Regions from separate parts of the Mus musculus genome. Here region 1 is linked to region 2. The links are chromatin contacts, called in public promoter capture Hi-C maps. All regions are on one chromosome and are shown on one strand. The core of a region is the stretch at or near the end of the contact, and the rest is flanking DNA. Distances in the headings are between cores, read along the strand shown.

Region 1 (6,190 bases), core at 1,491-3,990, 41 kb before region 2:
ATGATACACACCTGTATGAGAGTTATTAAAATAAATAAAACAGAAATCTAAAGAATGAAAGACCCCCACAAAGTACTCAAAACAAAATGAACATTCCCCCCCCCCATTTTCTTCTTTATCCCTTGACCCCAATTTCCCTGCACATGTCTCTTTTGAATTAGGTAGGAGGAACTTGATATTCTGTGTTTCTACCTCCGTTGTTACACAGTGGTGAGCCATTGGGGGTCCCAAAGGAGACGAGAGGCCTGGCTGGCAATCTGAGGACCCTTAGAGGACTGGGTTGCCGATGGGAGAGACACACAGCCATGATGGTTAGGGCAAGTGGTGTGCCCAGCTTGCTTCTTCTTAGTCTAGCCTTTTCTGGTTTTGATTAGAGAGGCATGTCTGAGTTCCCAGTTTGCCCCCTTTCTGGGTGTTGCTCATCCCATGGAGATTTCATCATAAGATGAAATGATGAGAAACCCTGGCCCCTTTCCAAAGAATCGTTTGCAGTGGGGCTGCATGAATCTTTCACTGGAATCCAACGGCATCTGAACCCTGCAGCACCCGTGTGACGGGAGGGACTTTGTAAGCCTTACTCAGCTAAAGCTTTGGGGGGTTGTGTGACTGGTTACAGTGGCATTATAGAGTCCTTGTAAGACTGTAAATCCTGGTTTGAGACAGGGAGGTGGCCAGGAGCCAAGGGTACAGCCACCTTCTGAAATCGTGTGAAAGCACGGCACTGTGTTCTCCCCAGAGCTTCCAGAAGAAAAGCAACCCTGCCAATACTTTGGGCATCTCCCCAGTGAGATCAGTTTCAGACTTCTGACCCTCCAGAATGGACAGAGGAAAAAAAACTCCTATTGCTTCAGGCCACGGAGTCAGTCAGCCTGGTATCGGTTACCATGACAACAGCAAACTCATGCCAGGCTCTTACCATCTCTGATGGAGAAACTGTGGAGAAGGGCCAGGCCATCAAACCAATGGTTGTACTTGCTCTCTCCCACTGTGTGCATCCCGGGCCCGTTTCGGAGCAGGGTCCCCTGCAGCCATGCTGGAATGCTGCCTGTGGAAGGATAAACTGTTTAGTTGCCAGATTCCATGGCCAGACTGAAAAGTCTCGGAAAGAAAGGGGTGGGGGTGGGGGGATGGAATGTGGGAGGGTCATAAAAAAGGAACTAAGTGCACGGAATATACTATTCATTATCTGTCCGTGTATTCCACGGTCCTATCTAGAAAAGGTATAATAGGGCAGGCAGTTTGCTAGCACTGAAGAGGACCAAGGAGGACAGACGCTGTCCCTACTCTGAAGTCGCCCGCTGTCCATTAAGAGATGGACAAATAGGCTCTCCAAATACATTTTGCCAGAAGCAGCGCTGCAGCCCTGAGCTGTGCAGAACAGAAGTGCCTTGCCTGGCTAAGAGCTGGGAAGCAGTGGCTTTCTGGAGGTGACAGGCAGAGTCTTGAGGGAGAACGTTTGCTTCACCACATGAGAGAATATTCTAGAGGCTGGGGAGATGGTTCGGTGGATAAAGTGCTTACCACACAAGCAGGAGGTCCTGAGCTGGCCTTCCAAACCCATGTGACAAAAGGTCAGCCATGAGAGATAACATGGGCTTGTTATCCCAGTGCTGGGGAGGCAGAGGCAGGAGGATTCCTGGGACTTGTTAGTCAGTCTAACTGGTAAGTTCCAGGTTGGTGAGAGGTCTTGCTTCAAGTAATGAGGTGAATGTGGACTTGAGGGTGGCACCTGAGCCTTAGCGTGTTTGAGTTTGAAGGATCACTTTCAGGAGCGCTCTCCATCAACTATCTATGAAGAGAGAGCCACGGGGAGCAAGCTGGTAAGCACCCCCCATGGCCTCTGCATCAGCCCCTGCTTCCAGGTTCCTGCCCTGAGTTCCTGTCCTGACTTCTTAGATGATGAACAGGGATGCAGAGAGTGGAAGCCAAGCCCTTTCCTCCCCCAAGTTGCTTTGTTCAGGGTGTTTTGTCACAGCGATGGTAACCCTGACTGAGAGACATCTATCTTGTCTTACGAAAACTTAAAGAGAGAGGGTTTGGAAAGATGGTGCAGTGCCTAAGAGCACACACTGCTTCCAGTTCCTGAGGGCCTGAGTTCAGTTCCCACTACCCACTGTAATCATAAGTGCCTGAAAGAGGCTTGCAGCCAAGCCTGACAACCTGGGTTCCATCCCTGGGACCGACATGATGGCGAGAAGCAGCTCCTACAAGTTGTCCTCTGGTCTCCCCCACTTGCACCGTGGCTATCGGAGCATTCCCAACACTCCTCTGGAGACAGTGAGAAAGGATTGCTCTCCCCGTGGACACCGAGTTACCGTGTAGAAACATACCCTATTGGTTACAGAGACTGTTTCTGGATACTGGCTCATCCTGTTGCCATATATGGGTTTCCAGGCTTCCAAAAGCAACTTCTAACATGGGGCAGGGGAGGTGGAGGTGGGAGTGGGGGTGAGGGATAAAGGGAGGGGGAGGGGGTGAGGAAAATGCCCATCTAAATACAGAAGTCTCACCTGTCACTTTGGCCTGAACTGGCTCCAGCTGTTCTTTCTTATTCTGGCCAAATATTATCTCCATGGAACCGGTGAGCGGCAGCAAGGGGGTTGTTACTGGAATAGACAAAGCCGTGTGTGCTCAAAGCCTCCTGTCTTCCTGCTCTTTGCTCCTTGACATCATCCTTGGTCCCTGTACACTCCGTCTCTTCCTCTGTGTCCCTTCCCCAAGCTGACCGGTGCTTCTGCCTGCTGCCGGAAGCTGCTGGGTAATTTATACAGTGTGTGTGTGTTAGGTCAAAGGTCAGTTCCCAAGCCATGTGTTACTGCTAATCTTTAATCCCATTAGTGTTTTTCCAACTCCTCCGCTCTGATTTCACTTTTAGCTTAGCCAAGGAAGGCTCCGCTCTGAGTCGGAAGAGATGATTTGGCGCGTTCTGCTGAGTTTGCCCGAGCTAGCCCATCCTGAGAACTGGATGCATTTATGGTTAGAGCAGAGAGAACAGCATTTGGGATCAGCAAAGGCTCTTCAAGCGAGGGGACCATCAAAGACATTGACCGCACTATTGCAAGTTGTGGGCTGGTGACATCTTTGCCTTCTGCAAACAGAGAGAGAAGGCTTTGATTTTAACCTGGGGCTTGGTTCGTTCCCACTCTTAAAAAAAATCCTATCAACGGACACTTGATTGGTTTTCTTTTTGGAAGGAGGGCTCAAAGATGTGTCATGTGCCCATTTAAAAAGCAAAGATGGGGAAGACAAAGACTTGGCTTTTTCGGGAACCAAAGAACAATTAAAACACAAAACAACGTCAGGGCCTGTGCACAAGCGAGGCTTTGAATTCTGCCCAGAGCACCCGAATGAATTCCAGAGCTGGGAGGCAGAGACAGGAGGATCCCTGAGGCCTTCTGCATAGCCAGTCCATCGGGAACCCTTCAGTTCAACTCAGACTGATAAGAGGGAGGACCCAAAGACTAAAATCCACACTGCATTTTTGAGAGCATAGGGTGGGAATTGGGGGATTCTCGGTTCCTGCTGCTCGAAGTGACGCCCTCAGCCAGGAGAGCAGCAGAAGGCTTCCACACTCCACCACATATACAGGAATCAAAACACCACAGGACACCTCGTGAATATGTATGATCTCCCTGTCTTATGTAATTAAAGAAATTATAAAACTAAAGATGCTTTGGGATTGGAGACAGGGATCAGTCAGTAGAGTATTCTACTTGCCAAAGAAAGACCCTGAGATCAACTCTCAGGACTCAGGGTTAAAAAAAAGGGTGGGGGAGCCAAGCCAAGCCTGGTGCTGGTACTGCCTGCTGTCTGCTGTCTGCTGTCTGCTGTCTGCTGCCTGCTGCCTGCTGCCTGCTGCCTGCTGCCTGCTGCCTGCTGCCTGCTGCCTGCTGCATGTATACAATCCCAGTACTCAGGAGGTTGAGGCAGGCAGCTCCTTAGCTGATGGCCAACCAGCTTAGCCCCTTGGTGAGTTCAAAAATAAATAGATAAGATGGATGGTACCAGAAAAGGCAACTGCCAAAGTTGTCCTCTGGCCTATAGACAAGCTCACACACACACACACACACACACACACACACACACACACACACACACACACACACACGAGAGAGAGAGAGAGAGAGAGAGAGAGAGAGAGACAGACAGACAGACAGACAGACAGACAGAGTTTGAGGAGAGAGGGAGAGAGCCACAGGGCTTGCCTTCACATAGCCCAACTGTGGAGGTAGGAGGGTGAGAGCTGAGCAGAGAGTCGTTCAGGGTTTTAGAACGTTCTAGAACAGGCTGTGCTTCCTCCCCTGGCTGCATGTTGTCATCACCTGGTGAGAGTTTGCAAAGTGCTGTCACTGGGCTGGGCTCCAGATCCACTGACTCAGAAGCTCAGTGGAATCAGAGGCCCGTGTTTGAGGAATGTCTCTACTGTGCACAGCTGGAGCTGAGGAGCCCATAGCCAGGGAAGAGACGGTGAGTTTGAATGAAATGGGGCTGCAGTTCCTGTAGGCCTGGGCCACGTTACTCTCTCTGAGTCTCTTTTTTTCATAGCTATGAAGCAGGGTGTAAGGCTATCAGAATCCCAAGATCCATTATCTTTTCTCTCTCTTCTAAGGAGGAATTTTTTTCTCTATTCCATATTTCCAGTAAGTCCCATGATAACCTACCTGCTACTTCATGCTGCTGTCATGTCCAAACACATGTATCCATGCCAGAATTATTTATTACAAACCATGAAAAGCTGCATCCTTGTATATCTGGGATACACTAAGAGCTCAGAAGAAAAAAAACTTACACTACTCCCCCCCCCCATAGCAGTTTTGCTAATAGCACTGAGCTAGCAGAAGAGTAAATAATGTCACATGTAACTAAGGGGGCAGAGGCAATTATGACTAACAAATAGTGTAGGGGGCATGTCTTAGTTAGGGTTCAATCGTTATGATAAAACACCATGACCAAAAAGCAAATTGAGGTGGGAAGAGTTTGTTTTGATAAAGATATGTTCCATGTTCGTTATCAAAGGCAGTCAGGACAGGAACTCAAATAGGGCAGGAACCTGGAGGCAGGAGCTGATGCAGAGGCCATGGAGGGGTGCTGCTTACTGACTTGCTCCCCATGGCTTGCTCAACCTGCTTTCTCATAGAATCCAGGACCATCAGCCAGGGTTGGCAGCACCCACATGAGATGGCCCCTCCCCCATCAGTCACTAATAAACAAAAAAATTAAGGTGCATCTTATGGAAGCATTTTCTCCATTGAGGTTCTCTCCTTTAAAATGACTCTAGTTTTAGTGTGATGTAAGAATAACCAATACAGGGTACAATATCAGAAAAGCTAAAACCCGAGAATGGCAAAAGCGTGCATGTGTCCACACACTCAGTTGTTCATTTATCCACTCCATGAGTGAGCCTCCCCTGTCCAGCAGGAGTGTTGCACACTGCAGGCAAATGACAGGCATGGGAAATCCTCAAGACTATGTGCTCAGGGAGGACAGGAGCCAAGACAGCAGGCTTCACCACGGAGCCAAGACCTGTAGGATAATTATGTGCAGCACACCAGAGACGATGAGGAAGGAGGTCCTAACAGAGGAAGAACTGGGCTGTCTCAGGTCCCCCAGAATGGCCCCCATGCAGAGGACTCTGACCATGAGAGGGTTAAGCATTGCTTCTTGTCAGGCTGGAGCCTGAAGGAGAGAATGACTGGCAGGAAAAGAAGGGAGGGAAAGAAGAATTGTCCACAGGTCTTAAGGCATGAAGGCTGGAATTGCTAAGAGGAAAATGAGAAGAGATTGGCCTTGCACAGAAGTACCTTGTGCCAGGACCTTCCGCAGGCTGCTTGGTGCAATCTAGTCACTTATTCCTGAGCTACCTCGACCAGCAAGATGGCTCAGTGGGTAAATGCCCTCACTTCCAAGCCGGAACTCAATTCCTGGGACCCAGATGATGGAAGGAGAAAACTGACCCCCAAAAGTTGTCCTCTGACCTCTGCTCACACTTAGACACACACACACACACACACACCACACCCCTCACACACCACACCACAGACACACCAAAACACACATCACATACACATACACACACACACACACACACACCAAAACACACACCACACCATACCACACCACTCACATACCACACCACACACACACCACACCACTCACCACAATACCACACACATACCATACACACACACCA
Region 2 (6,926 bases), core at 4,378-6,877:
CTTTAAGGATAGCAGTTGGGTCTCTGTTACCATGTCCCCCATCATCGGCACAGGGCCTGGTTCAGAATGGTCTCTATCCATGCAGGCAAACACACTGTGAGACCTAAGCCTACACTGGAGATAAAGCTATGTACCCAGTGAGTCTCAGGAAGGGACACCATGCCTCCCAAGGGAAACCTGAGAGCAGATTGCCATCCAGAACTTTCTCTGATCTTAGCTTTACCCTGTGGCCGCTGTCAGCACGCACTGCTCTGGGGTGCGGGGTAGGCTGGCGGTGGAACTCTACAGTGACGCTTACGTGTGGAGTGCATTCTATGGTGAAGCTGTTCTATCACTGAGGGGTCCCATCCTCTACAGGGACACAAACAGGACATGAAGGTATTCACCGAGCCTGAACTGTACGTGGACCCTTTCACAGAAGTCACACTGGGCTGGCCGGATGATGACCCGGGCTTGAACTTCCACTGGTCCTGCGGTAGGTGGCGTGACTCTCCTGCCCACCGGTTTCACGGATGAGAGAGCACCGTCAGGCTTGTCTGTTCTCTCTTCATCGGACACAACTCCAGCCTGACACTGTCTGCCTGTGTGTGCTGGAGTGTAAACCTCAGACATGTGTATAGAGGCAACAGCAAACCAAGGAGAGATGGTGTCCCTGAATGCGTGTGATAGGGGTATGGGGAGATATAACAAGCAGTAACAAAACCTAAACGCCAGCTTGCTTTGTTCATTGACACCATCCACTGGCAAATCCAGATAAGATCCGTGACCAGGTAGATAGTCCTCCTCTGAGAGGGTCATTCCCTCCTAACATACAACACCACACACACACACACACACACACACACACACACTCACTCACCAAAATAAAATAGGACAACTGGAGGCTGGGTGTGGTGGTTTATCCCTGTAACCCTGGCAATCAGGAGGCAGAGCAGGAAGACCAGGAGTTTGAGGCTAGTCTGGGCTGTGCTGCCAGACCTGGTCTCAATGAAACAAAACCATTAGGCCAGGCAGTGGAGGTACATGCCTTTAACCCCAGCACTAGGGAGGCAGAGGCAGGCAAATTTCTGAGTTTGAGGCCAGCCTGGTCTACAGAGTGAGTTCCAGGACAGCCAGGGCTACACAGAAAAACCCTGTGTTGAAAAACCATAATAATAATAATAATAATAATAATAATAATAACAAAAAACCAAAAACCAAACCAAAACAAAACAAAAGTCCAAAACCATTACCAGAAGTTTTGCTAAACCAGAAAGTCCACGGTGTATTAGGGTCAGGGATACTGTGCACAACTGTCTTCCCATCTTGCGCAGGACGTTGCTGGGCTCAGTGGAATGCCTGCGTGGGGAGGCAGCTGCTCCACACAGACCAGAGGTTGCTGGTGCTCCATACCTTCTGTCTGCCACCGCTCAACTCCGCTGTCACCCTGCATTTGGCTATCCTAAGGGGCCAAGAGCTGGAGAAAGAGACAGAACAGTGCCTCTACGTGTCTGCTCCCTTGAACCTTGGGCCTCAAATCAGGTGAGGCCGCACTTGGGTGTCGTACCATCAGCCGGCACCACTCGGAGGTGGGACTGGAAGAGTGGGTCAACCAGTCTCACCTGTGCTCCCACAGGGGTGGCAACCTGGGGATCCACAACAAATGGCCTGAAGGGACAGCAGAAGTCCATCTAGAGACTTCATCCAGGGAACTGGAAAGGCCCCATCCATAGGATGTGGAGCTCGACAGAGACCTGGAGGCGGGGCTTGGGAAGAGGAGGAGAAAGGGAGAGGCGGGGCCTTGCAGATCCACGCATAGTCAAGTCTTCCATCCAGGAGCTCCCTGAGCAGGAGGGGACATGCTCACAGCTTGCTTCAAAACATTCTGCTCTCAGAGAGTCGGCCTAGCATCTTATCGGAGTCATGGTGGAAGCTTGAGGTAGCTGGGCCTGTCAGCTGGGTCCCTGCTGGAAGCAGATGGCTCACAGTAGTCAGAAACTTATTACAGATGGACAAACATCCTCTCTCAGGGGTGAGTGAACAGAACTAACCCCAGTGACAGCGTGGAGCTGCTGGAGGGTGGGGCAAGCCATTGCTCCTAGGACTGCAGAGGTAAGGCAGGGGTGGCTAGAATCCCCTCTCAACTATAGCCTGAGAGAGACAGAAGCCATGGCATTGACTAGGGGGGCACTGACTCTGCCATGCTAACCTTTTGGTAAGAAATAAATGAATAACCTTGTGCTCTCCTCAGCCCACCATCTCTCCTCAAACCTCCTGGGCCCCTACCAATGCATTCCACTGGCTGGACCTAAACAGAAGCCCAGAGGGTGGGAGCTGAGACGTGGTCTCTGCAGGGAGAGCTAGAGAATGGCCTGGAAGGTCTGTAGAAACCCACCAGCATGCTTGCACTAGGGGAGACACTCATAAAAGAATTAGGAAGTTTGACCGACTCATGAAGTTAAGGCTGAGAGGACTCGGGAGGCATTTGACATGCAGCAAATGTTAAAGTGACCTGTCAGGGGCTCCAGAGAGGGATGGGACATCATATAGAAGGTTCAGGGGGCTGTGGCCAAAGAAGTGATCTTCAAGTTCAGTGAGAGACCTTGTCTCAAACAATACAATGAAGAATGAGAGAAGATATTCCATACCAACCTCTGATATACATGTGTGGGCACACATACACAGACACAGGCACACACACACATGCACAGGCATGTACACACACACACATGCACATGCACACACATGCATGCACACACACATGTACACACACACCTGTGTACACACACTTGCATGCATACACATGCACACACACACACACACATGTACACAAACACACACAGAGAGACACATGCACACCAAAGCAAAAACACAAGAGAAGGCCCAAGGTTTGGACCCTGATTCATGGTTCTGTCCACCCACTGAGGACTGGTGTCACCTGGGACCAATCCTGCAAGTCCTCTGAGCCTGGTGTGCTCCCAAAGGGCTCTCAGGGCTCTGACATGTCACTCTCAGATCTACTCTGATCACACATCATATATGTGCTATGAAGCCACGGCACTGTCACTTTTATCAACACTAAAGTGGATCTCAGCAGTTATCTGGCTTTGTCCACTCCCTCTGCAGCCAAGGAAACCGATTCTTAGACTTTATGCAACTCATACAAGGCAAATCTCCCTAAGTGACAGGGTCGGGATGGGAAGCCAGGGAGGTGTCCTGCACTCCCACTGCACCCCAACATCACTGCAAGGGGAGTGACACAGAAATCTGGTCATGTCCTGACTCTTCTTTAGCCTGCAGACCAAGGCTCTGTCCTGGCTTAGGTTGGAGCATGGCTGGGTTTATTCCATCTTTCATTTGGACAAAGGCAATGTCCCACCTTCTCCACAGACTTGAGAACTGGGCAAAGGCCAGGCAAGTGGTCACAATGCCTGAGGGAGCTTTCTCTCTTTGTCCTCTGTACCTTCCAGCTGTGAGAAGAACTGCCGGCCAGTGAAAGCCGACCAAGACGTTCTGCTCACTGTCACCGTGGGAGATGAGACCTCGGTGGCCGTGTTCAGCTGGTACTTAGATGACACCGTACCAGAGGAGGTGAGATGTCACAGCCGCTCAGAAGAAACTGTGTCCTCTGAGAGGACCGGCCTTGTGTTGAATGCCGGGTCCTGAGCCAGGGCAGGCCAATCCCATTTGGAGCCAGTGCAGGGCAGTCAGGAAGATTAGGGACCTGAGGGAATTTCTAACAGGTGAATGAATACATAGGATCAAAGCCTATGGGGAGAGAGACACTGCTGCCCTCAGACCAAGCCCCCTGCTAGGATTCATACATCCCCCCGGCTGCTAGGCAGAGGATAGTGGTCTATGCGTGCCTCACACACAGCCAAGGTCCCATGGGACCATGATGAGAAGGATGCTGCTTTCTTCTTCTCTTCTTCTTCTTCTTCTTCTTCTTCTTCTTCTTCTTCTTCTTCTTCTTCTTCTTCTTCTTCTTCTTCTTCTTCTTCTTCTTCTTCTTCTTCTCCTCCTCCCCCTCCTCTTCCTCCTCCCCCTCCTCTTCCCCCTCCTCTTCCTCCTCCCCCTCCTCCTCCCCCTCCTCTTCCTCCTCCCCCTCCTCTTCCCCCTCCTCTTCTTCCCCCTCCTCTTCCTCCTCCCCCTCCTCTTCCTCCTCCCCCTCCTCTTCCTCCCCCTCCTTCTCCTCCTCCTCCTTCTCCTCCTCCTCCTTCTCCTCCTTCTCCTTTCTCTTCCTCTTCCTCCTCCTCTCCCTCCTCCTCCTTCTCCTCCTCCTTTTTTGGGGGACACTTTAATCCAAGTGCTGGGATTAAAGGCGTGCACCACACTGCACTTGCTCTCACCCTCTTCTCTGCCCTGTTTACTTGCCCAGCCAATTCCCCAGAGAGTTCACCCTGCACTTGTAGGTCACTTTTCTGATGAGCTGCCATTAACTCGTCAGAAAGAAATCTGACAGGCCCAGGGGCTCGGAAGCCACAGGGCTGAGGATGTCCAGGGGCCTACCTAACAGACTCTAAGGGCCTGAGAGTTCTTCCCTTGCAGGCTGAGCCCCTCCCAGCTGCCTGCAGACTCCGAGGATTTTGGCCACGATCACTGACCCTCCTTCACAGCAACTCCTCCGTGCTACTGCTGAACAGCAGCTTCCTGCAGACCTGGGGACCTGTTATTCCCATCCGGGTCACAGGTGAGGAGTGCTCACCCCATCTCTTGTTACAGGACCAGGACAAACTTGGAAACACTAAAATAAGGGGCTTTGGTCTGGCATGGAGCAAGGTATGGGATTTTCTGCCTACAAGACTTTGAGCAAAGGGTTTGACTTCATGTTGCCTCAGTTTTCCCACGTGTGGATCTGGGGTGATGTAAATGTCTGTCCTGGAATTGTCATGCAAGAAGATTGGCAGGATGCTGGTGGTACAGGCTGGTCATTCTAAGTCCACCTGTGTGTGCCACCACAAGTCAGGGTTACTCAGTGCTCAGACAGTCACAGAACAAAGATGGCTATGCTTTCTAAGAACACTTTCTTGGACTCTGTTACCTTAGTGCCAGGACTGCAGGCAAGCACTACCTGTGTGCCTGTTGGTTCTGTATTTCCTAATGCAGCCCACAGAGCAACCACAACCAGACAAACCGAGGTGGGCACTTGTGTGCTGAACATACCTGCTCAACCTCAGACCTCCTCAACCGGGTTAGGCCAAGATTTTAGTTGTAACCAATTAAGATTTTTCCTTTGTGGGAGGTGTAGGGATGGCTCAATGGTTAAGAGCACTGGCTGCTCTTCCGGAGGACTCTGTTCATAACTCCAGCTCCAGAGGATCTGTTGCTCTCTCATAGACAGACAGACAGACTGACAGACAGACAGACAGACAGACAGACATGCAGGCAAAGCACTAATGCACATAAAATAAAAAAAAGAACATTAAAAGGGAAAAAGATTCCCCTTTGCTCAGCTCTGTGGCCAGTGCTCTTTGGAACCCTGTGGCTGTGTCAGATGTGGTGGTACATTGCTGCAGGACAGACAGGGGCTCACAGTGCCGAGGGTATGAGGCTGAAAACAGATGACTTCTGGGTAGCATCCACCTGCTCCCAGCTCCAGTCTCGGCTCCTCCCTGGTGATCTGACTTCTGGGTAATCTGCTCATGTCATCCTATGAGGAAGTTATATTATTGGTTCCGCTTTTACAGACAACAGAGGTCAAGCCAAGGCCACTTAGATAGGAAATAGCAGAACTCCAGCCCCACATCTGCCCATTTCGTCAGTGAGCCTGGGGGCCTGCATCAGGGACAACTGTTAGATAGGAGTATTTGGGGGCCTACTCCAGAATCTCTAGATATGTCAGAGGCTGCTTGCTGGTCTGTAGAGCGCCAGATATCGTTGTTTAACAAGTTCCCAGGTCATCCTGAAGAGGGGTTAAAGTTTTGGACACACAGCCCCCTAAACCTAATGAATCTTCCCTTCCTAGCACTGACCAGCCACGCCTACGGGGAGGATACCTACATGATCAGCATGCTACCTCGACCTGAAGTGCCTGCCTGCACGATTGACCCGGAGGAAGGTTCTGTGCTGACGAGCTTCACTGTCTCCTGCAGCACTCCCGCAACCCTGGGCCCTGTGGAGTACTGCTTCTGCCTGCCCTCAGGTACCAGCCAGAGGCTCTGCTCTTCCCTCAGCTCCCAGACTCATCTTCTCTAAGAATGGGGATTGTCCATGTCAGGGAGATGCAGTCGAGTATGTTCTATAATGAGAGAGGTTGACAGGCTGAGGGACTCCTAAGACTTTGTCATCACCAAAGCACTGGCCCAGTCATCAGACCAGAAGGGCGGCATGCAATAGCAACATCTGCCCAAACCCAGCGACACAGTGACTTTTCCCAATGTAGGATATATAAAAAGGTTAAATGGATAAAGAGACACAATGGGTAGGAGCATACCAGGTCATAGTCCTCAACACACACACACACACACACACACACACACACACACACACGTGAAGGGGGGAGTTAAGGGAGAGGGAGAAGAGAGAGGAGAGAAAAAGGAAGAGGCAAATAGAGGAAGAGAGAGAGTTGGGGAGAGAAAGAGAGAGAAAAGGAAAAGGGAGAGAGAGAGAGAGAGAGAGAGAGAGAACAGAGAGGGAGGCACTGTGACTCTTTGAACATCTGAAGTTGTAGCTTCCTCAATAGCAGAGCTGGATCTGTCTCATAGAACCTTCCGCATGTCCACTGACCCTGACTTGTAAATAGCAGCAGAGAGTGGCAGGGTCATAAGACAAGCACATCTCAAAGGACATTTTTTTTTTTTTTTGCAAAGGTTCACAGAGAGTGAACCATCAAAGACCCTACCTACGCTGCATGCAAACCATCCAGTCAGCCATGACAGCCATGACAACCACGGCCAGACGGGCAATGGATAGGAAGAGGTGGGTGGTGCTAGGCAGCTCACTCCATT

Evidence for each region. Promoter capture Hi-C pulls out the DNA fragments that hold promoters and counts their contacts.
Region 1: a contact with region 2 is called in a promoter capture Hi-C map of macrophages, with 5 read pairs. The contact joins the promoter of Bco1 here to the enhancer-like site in region 2. A contact is called at or near these places in 4 of 39 promoter capture datasets (the HPC-7 cell line, embryonic stem cells and macrophages), 2 of 484 Hi-C or Micro-C datasets (the HL-1 cell line and nephron progenitors), 4 of 115 datasets of contacts at active chromatin or transcription factors (the HPC-7 cell line, embryonic stem cells and microglia) and 3 of 9 other capture datasets (adipose tissue, liver and pancreatic islet).

What each region holds. Positions count from the first base shown.
Region 1 is chr8:117,092,415-117,098,604 of GRCm38.p6, reverse strand. It overlaps Bco1 (beta-carotene oxygenase 1), which reads right to left and starts at 2,740. Exons shown (of 11, transcript NM_021486.3): 1 at 2,511-2,740; 2 at 917-1,045. The coding sequence starts at 2,574.
Region 2 is chr8:117,054,057-117,060,982 of GRCm38.p6, reverse strand. Pkd1l2 (polycystic kidney disease 1 like 2) reads left to right here. Exons shown (of 43, transcript NM_029686.4): 10 at 358-475; 11 at 1,314-1,521; 12 at 3,450-3,570; 13 at 4,528-4,669; 14 at 5,945-6,121. Among named protein-coding and RNA genes, the nearest start is that of Pkd1l2, 25 kb to the left of the region's middle. Within about 2 kb of position 5,627, at least 63 of the 459 cell types and tissues checked have an H3K27ac peak or open chromatin away from gene starts, as enhancers often do. A contact at or near this core is called in the HPC-7 cell line, adipose tissue and macrophages, where this site is marked.